Regions from separate parts of the Anas platyrhynchos genome. Here region 2 is linked to region 1. The links are chromatin contacts, called in public Hi-C maps. All regions are on one chromosome and are shown on one strand. The core of a region is the stretch at or near the end of the contact, and the rest is flanking DNA. Distances in the headings are between cores, read along the strand shown. Region 1 holds the start of ALG13 (ALG13 UDP-N-acetylglucosaminyltransferase subunit). Region 2 holds the start of AMOT (angiomotin).

Region 1 (5,384 bases), core at 2,785-5,284:
TGCAGAATGAATATGTTGACTTACCTCACCATGATGAGGCTTATTTTTCATTTGGGCAGGGCAAGAGCGTGCACCTGGTAAGCTACATAGCCTTAATTACAAACAAGCATTTGCTGAATTACACTAACCTACCCTAATATATATATATAGAGAGAGAGAGAGAGAGAGAGAGAGAGAGGAAAACACTCCAATATATTTAAATTCTATCCTTATTTAAAAATAACTCAAATATCCTATCCCTACCTTTTCTCAGAAAGGTTTACAGATATGTTGACAGTCATCTCTGAACCACCTGCTACTTTACCATTCTTACTTTCACTCCAAAGCCTGACTTATTCAGCAGTTGCCAGGACCCCAGCTGCACTAATTAGGTCTTACTTGCCCTGACCTGCATCACCTGGGGCTTCTATCACCTGCCCTTTGCTGGGGGGCAGTGTGTGTATGTGCAAGGGGCTTCCTTTAAGCTGAGGCTTTAAGTAAAGACAGGGAGGTGCAGATAGTTTTACTCCTGAATCACAGTTTGGGTTTCCTGGCTTGAACCATTGCTGCTCTACCTGCCTTTTTCTGGAGCTGTTGGTTCTGCATCTTCCTGGTGAGGTTGTTGCCTGGCTTGAATCACACAGACCACACCTGGTGCTGGACTTGCTTTGCCTGGGGGAGAGCAGTAAGAGCAGGGTGAGGCTGATTGGTGCCACCAAGGCCCTGTGCACTCTGGGCTGATTATTGTTTTGCTTAACAACCTGTTTCTCAAGTTAAAGTACCCTTCCCGCCCCCCCTCCCCCATGTCTGCTGTCAGCACCATTTGCTTTAATCAAAAAATAAATAAATTTTAGTGTGGCTCATTATGCTAAATGAAAGCAACAGGGGGCTAATGAGCATTGTGAATGATCCATTAACATGGCAATCAGAGGTATCCTCAGGATAGCTAGATCTTTCTGCATCTTTCTTAGAACGCTCAGCAGTGTATACAACTGTGACCTCATCTATTAAACTTAATTCAGGGAATAAATAGATTTAGGTGTTTAATTTGAGTAGCTTCTTTCTGTAGAATTACACAATGTGTTACACTTGAGAAAACTGTCAGTTCAGTTTTGTGCAACTGCTAACGGATTATCCTAGCCTTCAGTGGACAAGACTATTTTAACAGATTTAATGGTGGTGTTAGTGAATCTAAAACACTATTTCTCCCCTTCTTCCCCCCCAACAGGATGTTCATCACAAAGGGAAAATGTACCTGACGTAATAAATCTACCAGTGACTTCATCTTCACAACTGATATAATGCAGTTTAGCAATGAATAGCATTGTTTTCAGAAGAGGCTTTCATCTCAGCTCCTTGCCTGATTCCCTGGCTCTTGGGATCATGTCCCATAGGGAGCTGACATGTATTTGTTCAAGGGAGTGTTTTTCATCAGTCTTCTTAAGGTGGTAGTAAGAACAGCCTGAAATAGAAAGACGTGTGCTTAGAAAAAAAGACAATATGGAGTAGGGAAAACCTACCTGTATTCAATGATGACCTTTCAAAGGATCAAGTAAAGGCGGGTAGGAGGAAAAAAAAATAATCAATGGCTTCAAATGAAAGTGAGGACTTTTAAATGTCTTAATTCTCTACACATTAATATAATCACCTCCACAGGATTCTTTAGAGGCGATAAATTGCTAAACACTGCCTTGCAGGTGGATAAACAGAAAAGATCACCTCCCAGAGGTGTTACCATTGGTAAGTGGCAAAGTGAGAAAAAGAAACCAGGAGGATACAGCTCCTAGCCCTGATTTCAATTTTGCTTCTATTTTTTTTCCCTGAGTTGCAATCAGGACATAATATACATTTTCAGCTCCTCTGACAGATTTGTCTCTGCCAGTGTCTGTGATTTTGGGGGGACGGTGTACATAGTCAAAATTATTAAGGGTCTGCTCTATAAAAGCAGAACATAAATTGCAGCATTCAAACCACATTTGCCTCTTTTTCCTTGTTTCCCATCTTGCCCAGTCGCTGTGGTATCAGTGGAAGGGTCTCCACATGGCAAAAATTACCCAAGCACACTCACTGAGATGTGTGCAATTTGCTCCTGCCTTCAGTCATTTGAAGGTAGGCTTGCATGCCATGCATTTGCTCTGTAATGATATGACTTCTCCCCTGCTTAATAGGCTGAGGTGACCAGTTCAGCAAAAACCTACTGAACTGCTCACGTCAGACAGGTAAAATGACAGTGGAAGCCAGTGATAGAATCTTTGTTTTTTGTTTGTTTGCTTCTGAGTCTAGTTTCCTGTTTTCCTTGTGTCTGTTCTAGTCTGTCTGCCCTAGATACCTCATGTTTTCTTCATTAATAGCAAGCTCAGAAATGGTTCCCCTGAGAGCATTTTGTTGTGTTTTCTTTCCTGGGACTTCACGGCTGTTTCTTTCACCAGTGTCTGACACCCAGGACTCCCCATGGTGCCTGAGCTCTCCAGCTGGGAAGGCAGCCTGTCACTGCAGTGTATGCTGTCAAGTTCCAGCCCTCACTTACACCAATATTTGCAGCAATATTTGTTTTAGTGTGGTCATTCTAGAAATGCTTTCTTAGCAGGCAACTTCAATTTTGAGAATCAAACTATCAGACCTCTCTTCTTCCAAAGCAGTGGTAAACTTACTGAGGGAGCTAAGAAAGCACAAACTGTCAATAGCAAGTACAGTTCAACTTCCAGAAGCTTTACAGCTGCATTAACCAAGCTTCCTGGATTAATTAGTTTTTGCGAAGAAAAGCCATTTAAGAAAAGGCCGTTTTGGTATTTTCTCAAATATATAGGGGTGAGTGTGTGCATATAATCACACCTTTTTACGAATTAAATGGCTCTTTAAATCTAGCTCCTTCTGGTGATTTGTTTTCCATTGGAAGAGACACTTTCCTTCTTACCACACAGGGAAATCTGGGAAGGAAACTGAATGAAACAGTAGCAAGAGAAAAGGGACAGTAGCAAAGTACAAAGGCAGCTGTCCTTGAAACAAGGCAGTGTTATGGGAAAGCTGGATAAACCTCGGTAATCCTAGTTCATGTCAGTGACAGCCTTGTGAAATATGTTCAATTGTGTCAATATGGAACAATTCTAGGGCCATATGGTATGATGAATGTGACCTTCTGTCATACATACCCTTGTATAAGCCTAAGAAAACCAGAGTGGATAATGTATATAGTTCTTGTATCTTGCAAAGGAATGTTTTAGCAATTTGTGTCAATAGAGAGCTTGAAGGGAAATGTATTTGTAGGCTTTCCCTTGAAGTCTCTGATATCTGGGGAGTTTCAGAATAACTGCTAACTATTATGACTATTGCATGGGACACTATGCAAGTCTCCGATATCTGGCCAGAAGATTAAGGAGACAGGGAAAGCAGAAGAACAACTGAAAGACAAAGCTTGCAGGGGACACTGCACAAGTCTCTGACATACAGTCAAGTTGGACAAAGGAGAAGGACAAGAGGGAGGAAGACTACGAGCCTTCAGCACGAGAGACCCCCAGAGGGACCACCGGAGACTGATACACATGCTCCAGTAGGAGGGTTTGGATTCAGGAAACTAATTATAACAACCCTGTGTTTTTTTTTTTTGTTTGTTTGTTTGTTTTTAAGAAGTAGTAATGAACATGTACTAGCCTAGGAGCATAAAAATCAGCTACTTGATGTAACTGGTGTGTGTCTTGGTGGAGCAGAGATTCCCAGCGCACCTAGCACTGTTTGCTTACCTGTATTCCTTTAATAAATTATAAACTTTGATTATAGTCCTGTTTTGAAGACTGAGCCATTTATAACAGCCTTTAAAGAAAAGGTGGCTGTGGTACGGGAGTGGCAGCTTGTGAGCGCACCCAGTACCAGTCAGGATATCAGTTACAGTGACTGGGCCCCGCTATTGCTAAAACAACACGTGGAGGGGGGGGGAAAAAAAAAAAAAAAAAAAAAAAAAAAAAAAACTTACAGAACTGAATCCTTTTTAAACATTTAGATTTTTTTCCCCTCTGTAAGTCACACCTACCCGTGCCCTTCGCTCCTCTGGAAGCGCAAGGGGCGGGGGCGGCGCGGAGCCGCCCCTCATGGCGGCGGCCATTTTAGGAGCGCCGCGGCGGGCTCCGCAGCGCTCTCTGGCGGCCTCCTGCCCGCCGCTGAGGCGCCCCGCGGGCGGCGATGAAGTCCGTGTTCGTCACCGTGGGCACCACCTGCTTCGACGAGCTGATCGCGGCCGTCTCCTCCCCGCCGGCCATGCGGGTGAGGCGGGGGAAAGCCCGGGCGGGCGGCTGGGGGTTGGGGGTTGTCCCCTCACGGCCGGCCTTACGGCGCCTCAGCGGGGCCCGCCCGCTGACACTGACTGGGAGGGGAGGGGGCGGCAGCCCTGTGCCAGACTGGGAGCAACTGGGAGCCGCTGGGAGCCCCGGTGTGCGAGCTGAGCCCTCCCGGCCGTCCCCCTGCAGGCGCTGCGGAGCCGCGGCTGCGAGCGGCTGGTGCTGCAGATCGGGCGGGGAGAGCTGGAGCCGGCCCCGCGGCGCGACCTGACCCTGACGCTGGACGTGTTCCGCTTCAAGGATTCGCTGGCCGAGGAGCTGCAGAGGGCCGACCTGGTGATCAGCCACGCAGGTAGACCTGCAGGCCCGCGGGCTGCCTGCCTTGTGCTCTCGGGGGAGGAAACCGTGGGCGAGTGATGTGTGGCTGTCTCTGGTGTGGGAGGTTAAGGTCACCAGCTAGAGCTGTGCGGGTGAAATGTGCACCTTCAGGAGTGTCTCGTGCTTCAGTGATGCTTCATCAGTCGGTGAGAGTGCTCGTAGTGTTTTCTGCTTCTCCTGTAGGTGCAGGTAGCTGCTTGGAGACTCTAGAAGAAGGAAAACCGCTCCTGGTGGTAATAAATGAAAAGCTGATGGACAACCATCAGCTCGAGCTAGCGAAGCAGCTTCACAGAGATGGACACGTCCTCTACTGTAACTGTAGGTACGGAGCCATTGCAGCTGTCCAGATTGAACACGCAGTGCTCAACACCATAACACTGTTATTACAGTATTGAGACTGTAACATGAAAACTTGCATCCTTTTCTGTAACAAAATCACATTCACTAAGTACCATAATAAAGTATCTTCACTGGGCAGTGAGGACTGGGCAGGGATCTCGGAGAGCTGCTCTTCTATTTATCTTCAGGGTAGATTTTCCATAGTGGATAGATTTTCCATAGTAGATAGTGGTTTATTGGTTTATCTTCCGAACTTCTCATTTTTTTTCACCAAGAGTCCTTTTAATTTATTGCTTTGAGAGCACATGTTTTCAGATTGGACAAACAGCAGTTTAAACCAAGTAGTAGTTGAATTTGGAAGTGTCAGGTCCACCCTAGAAGAACTTAATAACTTCTTTTCTCTGCCTTTTCTTACTTTTT
Region 2 (5,026 bases), core at 439-2,938, 230 kb after region 1:
GCTGCGGGGGCAGCGAGGTCAGGAGAGCGAGGAGTCGCAGGTTAATGAGCTGCTGTTCTGATCAGGGAGATTAGGTTACAAGGCCATGCCTTTGAAGGCTGGCTACTTCAGTGCAGCCCTCTGGTTTACGACTAGGGATTTCTTTTAATTAGATTGTACTCTTAATTATTTATGGCCTATATTATCTGTGGAAGCTGCTGAAAAGTTAAGAATATCGGCCTTAATGAGGATAATTGGAATAATTATATTCTTACTTCTTTTGTAAAGCACCTTGAGCCTTCCTGATTAGAAGTGCTAGGACAGGATTAGCGGCTTAATGAAAAATTATTATTAAAAAGTGGAATAAAGATGAGGAGAGAATTAAAATGGAACTTGTTATTTTCTATCGCATTAGGGCTGAACTGAAGATCATTTATTAGAGGTGACACGCAGAAACTTTTAACCTGAATATCGAATGGGAATCTGTATGCTTTGCACAGGGGAGGATCCCAGGCAAGGAACCTGTGCCCAAGCATCGTGGAAAGTGAGAGCAGCCCCCCAGGAGCCTGTGCCATGGAAATGCTGGGGCGTCCTACCATATGCTGGTGATTCAATTATTTCGGGCTATTTACAGCACCAAGCAAAAGCAGTAGACGTTTAAGGTCACCCACCAGGTTCTTGTTTGACCAAAGATTCAGCCTTCCAGCCCTTACCTTTATCAAAAAGATATCCTGGGAGAGAGACAGATGGAACTGTGGTTCTGCCTCAACCATATGGCAAGTCCGATGGCGAACATTTATTTACAGGCCTACCTGAACGGGTCTGCTAACAAAAGGCACAATCTTCGCACCTGAGGGCAGACCGCCAAGCAGCAGCAGGGACAGCTGAACCCAGCCCCGAGGGGGCTGGTGGGACCCCATTCCGTACAGGGCAAGGCCCCAAAAGCAGAGCTTTTCAGCACTGTGGGCTTATCACCCACACGCTGAGGCTTTCCCCTCGCAAGGCTGGAGGACTTGGAGTCACCTCCGCTCCACCTGGGGACCGGGCTGCTGCGGGTGCTGGGGGCCAGCAGGGTCGGGAGGCAGCAGGCAGGGCAGGGACCTCTCGTGCAGGGCTGCGGGCAGCACAAACACCCCCGGGCTGGGAAACGGAGCCGGGGAGGGTCGGGACAGCTCCGCTCCCTCCTCTGCGGCAGATACCCACAGCAAAACCTCGCAGCCCTCTCCCCTCCCGCGAAGGGACTTTTCCCTCTCTGGGGGGGCAGCGGGGAGCCGAGGGGCAGCCGGGAGTTGTGTCCGAGGCCGGCTTTTCCCTCAGGCTGGGCGAGCGGCCGGGGGGCTCCGAGGGGAGGGCCGGGGCCACGTCCCCCCGCTCCCCGCCGCACCTGCCTCCGAGCCCGGCGGGCAGGGCCCTACTCGGGGCACCACGAAGCCGCCTTCCCCTCCCGGAGCCGGCCTCAGAGCGGCGGCCAGAGCCTCCCCTTCTCCTCCCCTCCCGCTTCTTACCCGGCGGGCGCCTGCCCCGGCGGCCGCCCGTTCATCCATCGTGCCGCTGCCCCCGCCGAGGCGACAAAGCCGGCATGGCAACGAGAGGCGCCGCGGAGCTCGGGGAGGCGCCTTCGGTTATTAACTTTCACCAGGCGGCCCCGACTACGGCACCCGGCATCCCTCGTTGGGCCGGGCGCTGTGGAGACTGCCGGGAGGCGTAGTCCGCCCTCCTCTTCCTCCTCCTCCTCACGGCCGGCTCCGCCTCGCCCGGCTGAGGGGAGGCGGCCATGGGCGGGACGGAGCTGCCCCGGCAGGCTCTGCTGGGTCCCCCCTCAGCTCCTCGGCAGCAGGCAACTGAGGGGCTAAAAGCGCTCAAGTCCTTTTCAGAAACACCCTCCAGGCTGTGAACTACGCAGCAGAGCCCAGTGTCCAAAAATAAAATCAAAAGACGGAGGTGGTTTTACCGCCGAGGGAGCGGGATGCGCCTCACAAAATGGCTGCTGCCCACCCGAGGCCCCCTCTGTGGAAAGGCAGCGCTGGAGTGTAACGTTTTGATGTTTCCGATGTACAAAGGCACATTTGCACCGCAGTTGGCCTCCTGGCTGGCCAAATCTGCAATTATTAAAGATATTTTGCCCTGCCTCTGGCACACCAAGGCTGATGGCTCTGCCTGTGGCCTTGAGTCACCAGTGCTACCTGTGACTGCAATTTTCAGTACTGAGTAACTTGAAAAACTGCCATCAATTACGCTTTTTACTACGCAGAAACACTTTCTCTACCTCCTGCCGTTTACAGTAGACTGTAATTTATACAGGGAGACACCCCTAAGAAAGCCCATGTATTTTCTGCCTAAGAGAAGCTTATTTTACTTTCCTGACTGCAAACTTACACTTTCACATCAACATTTTATGATCTCAGCTATGAGGACCTAAGTTCTTCACAATTTATTTTTTTTTATCTCACTTGGTTATCAGCCCATTGAAAAGCTAAATCTGCACCTGGCAAGTTTTCTGCAACTGCTTCATCTTTTAACCTCTCTTCCACGTTTCTAACTAGCATCATTGCCCTCAAACCACTCGCAACAAAAGGCACCCAAAGGCAGAACTGTCGAGGATGTGTGTCTAGAATTATCTCCAAACATACACAAAAATAATCCAGAAAGAACAGTGTGACTCCAGAGGAGGTAAAATGTAACAATGGAAGCACCTCTAGGTGCCTCAAAATATTTTATAACTTCAGTAGTGGTTACTAAAACAAAAACTTAATAGGTAAAGCTTACATAATGAAGTTGTCTTTAATCAACTGCTGGTCATCAAGTGTACAGCTCCCGCAGTCTATGCTTCATCCCCTTAACTTTAAAACCCTTAAAACCAAGCGTCTGTCAGGGTGAGCACACAGACCTGAAAGTTGTAATAGTTAAAATAAACACACGAAAACAAATACCACCACCACCACCGTTTTAAACACGAAATAGCAAGCATCCAAAGTCAGGTGAAAAGATGTTTTTAAGCGCAGATGTCTGCGTTTGTGGAGCCTTGTGACTCCTTGCTATATTCGATTACAGACAGCTTTGTTTTGTTGCTTGTGATGAAGGAGGGGAGGGGGAAAAAAGTGAGGTAGTGGCCACACACCGACCTTCACTGTAAACACCAAGAAAGGAACTATGGAGGGAAAGTCTTGTTTTTGCTCCATGGGAATCCAGCAACATGGGTATAAGAGTGACACTAAAATGGGCCGTGCTGTCATGAGGCCTTGTTTGCCAGAGCCAGACAAGAATGGTCTGTTATAAAACATGGTGGAATGTTTGTTTTTGTAGTACTGGATTTCCAAAATCCATAGTCTTTTTGTGGCCGACAAGCTCACTCTTTTCTTTGCCTCGTTACCGCAGCTGTCGGAGGTCTGCACCCCTGCCTGGAAAACATGAGTAACAGCTAGAAAGCAATCCTAGCAAAAATCTGCATCATTCATGCGTAATCAGACAATGCTTGGGAGAGTTACAAAGGAAGGGAGGAGGAGAAAACCACAGCGCTGCAGACATTTGCATGATTTCTAGTTTCTTTGCAAGAGCTACTTTTAGGTATAAAATGCATGAAGTTTCATATGCAACTTTATATGTGCTTTATTAGGCTTTGATTCACATCCCACTGAGACCTAGCAAAATTTGGCAGATTGGCCATGTCTGTTTCCAGCACATACCTTCATTTTGTCTTGGTAATACTGTGCATGTATGCACCAATTAAGAGAAAAGCATGCTCTGTTGTGGCTTGCTGCTTACCTCAAAGACTCTCTCCATGGTTCATCCCAGCTGCTTTGTTCAACTCAGACCACGCAGAACACCCCAGATGGCACCCTGACAGAGCAGGCAGTGCTGCTTTACAGTAGTTTCTGTTGAGATCCAGCTAGAAGATGCACAGGCAGTTCAGCTGGACCAGAGTTCTCTTGCAGTTCTTGTGAGCAGAGCTATGGCTCAATCCAAACCACACTTTTGGCTGACTTCAAACCAATCTAAAGTTCAGTACAGCCCTGGTTTTGGTTTAGAGCCACCCTGTGCTTGCATTTGGGTCATGGAGCAAGGATAGGAGCCAACCCCTGACAGCCAAAATGGGAATTCCACCTGCATCCATTTGCATCGTGCTGGTGCTCCTCCACTAACAGTCCTTGTGGGTCTGCAGTGTGCTTGGTCCCCAAACACAAGCCCGATTGTCCAAAGCAGGTGCTTTGCTATGCTAGTTCTAATGCTCAAGCAGAGTGCTGTGGTTCTCTTTGCATATAAAAGAAAGGTAACAATCTTTTTTACCTGTGTTTTCAGACGTTCCAGTTCTCAGATTACATACATTAGATGTAATAGCAAGTTCTCTGGAGAGAACCACGCTTAAAAAAAAAAGTGCAAATTTAACTATTATTGCACATTCAAAAATTCATCTTTCTTACTTGATGGTATGAAAGTTTTGACGTAACAGTGTATCTGCAACAACCTCCTTACTAACAAAGTTCACTTTGTTGATGACTGGATGATTACAAATCCATAGATAAAAACAAAAGGATATTTACAAATACTGCAATTAACACAAAAAGAAAAGAGATCTGACTCCTGACGCTTAGGACAAAAGGTATTGTAACATAACCTGTTCCAAAAAATGTGAAAGAAGGACCACATACAAGTTGTTGGCATTTTAAATATCTTTATTCAGCAGCTATTACAATCAGCCTCCAAAAAACTGGAGTCCCCTCTTGTTTCTGAACTGTGGCAAGTGATGAAAATGCCTGCTAGGAACATTGAAGAAGCTACACAGTGCACTCCTTTCTGAGAAACAGACATGGCTACTAGGGTTTAATCTCTTTGAAAAGGCAAAATATAAATATATACACTCTAAATCCACAACAATGGTTTAAACGCACTACATTAATTCAAGTGGGATAAGAGTGGACAAATCCACATCATGTAAACTGCAGTCACATCGTCTCTCTCCTGTCTTCTCCTCCAACCCTGCCCAGTTTCGGTTTACATTCTGTGATCTGCCTATCGCAGAGATGAAATACAGAAGCGCTGAAGTGTTGAA

What was found. A called contact is a pair of places that touch in the nucleus more often than the background predicts.
Region 2: a contact with region 1 is called in a Hi-C map of subcutaneous adipose tissue, with 3 times the contacts expected there. The contact joins the promoter of AMOT here to the promoter of ALG13 in region 1. A contact is called at or near these places in 4 of 8 Hi-C or Micro-C datasets (F1 follicle, liver, skeletal muscle and 1 more).

Annotation. Positions count from the first base shown.
Region 1 is chr10:6,210,685-6,216,068 of IASCAAS_PekinDuck_T2T, forward strand. It overlaps ALG13 (ALG13 UDP-N-acetylglucosaminyltransferase subunit), which reads left to right and starts at 4,035. Exons shown (of 29, transcript XM_072043103.1): 1 at 4,035-4,233; 2 at 4,437-4,599; 3 at 4,809-4,947. The coding sequence starts at 4,153. LOC119717817 (a long non-coding RNA gene) reads right to left here and starts at 319. Exons shown (of 2, transcript XR_005268122.1): 1 at 244-319. It overlaps LOC140003276 (a long non-coding RNA gene), which reads left to right and starts at 541. Exons shown (of 2, transcript XR_011811618.1): 1 at 541-675; 2 at 1,208-1,281.
Region 2 is chr10:6,442,454-6,447,479 of IASCAAS_PekinDuck_T2T, forward strand. It overlaps AMOT (angiomotin), which reads right to left and starts at 1,689. Exons shown (of 13, transcript XM_072042990.1): 1 at 1,485-1,689. It overlaps PGK1 (phosphoglycerate kinase 1), which reads right to left. Exons shown (of 11, transcript XM_005015196.5): 11 at 4,629-5,026.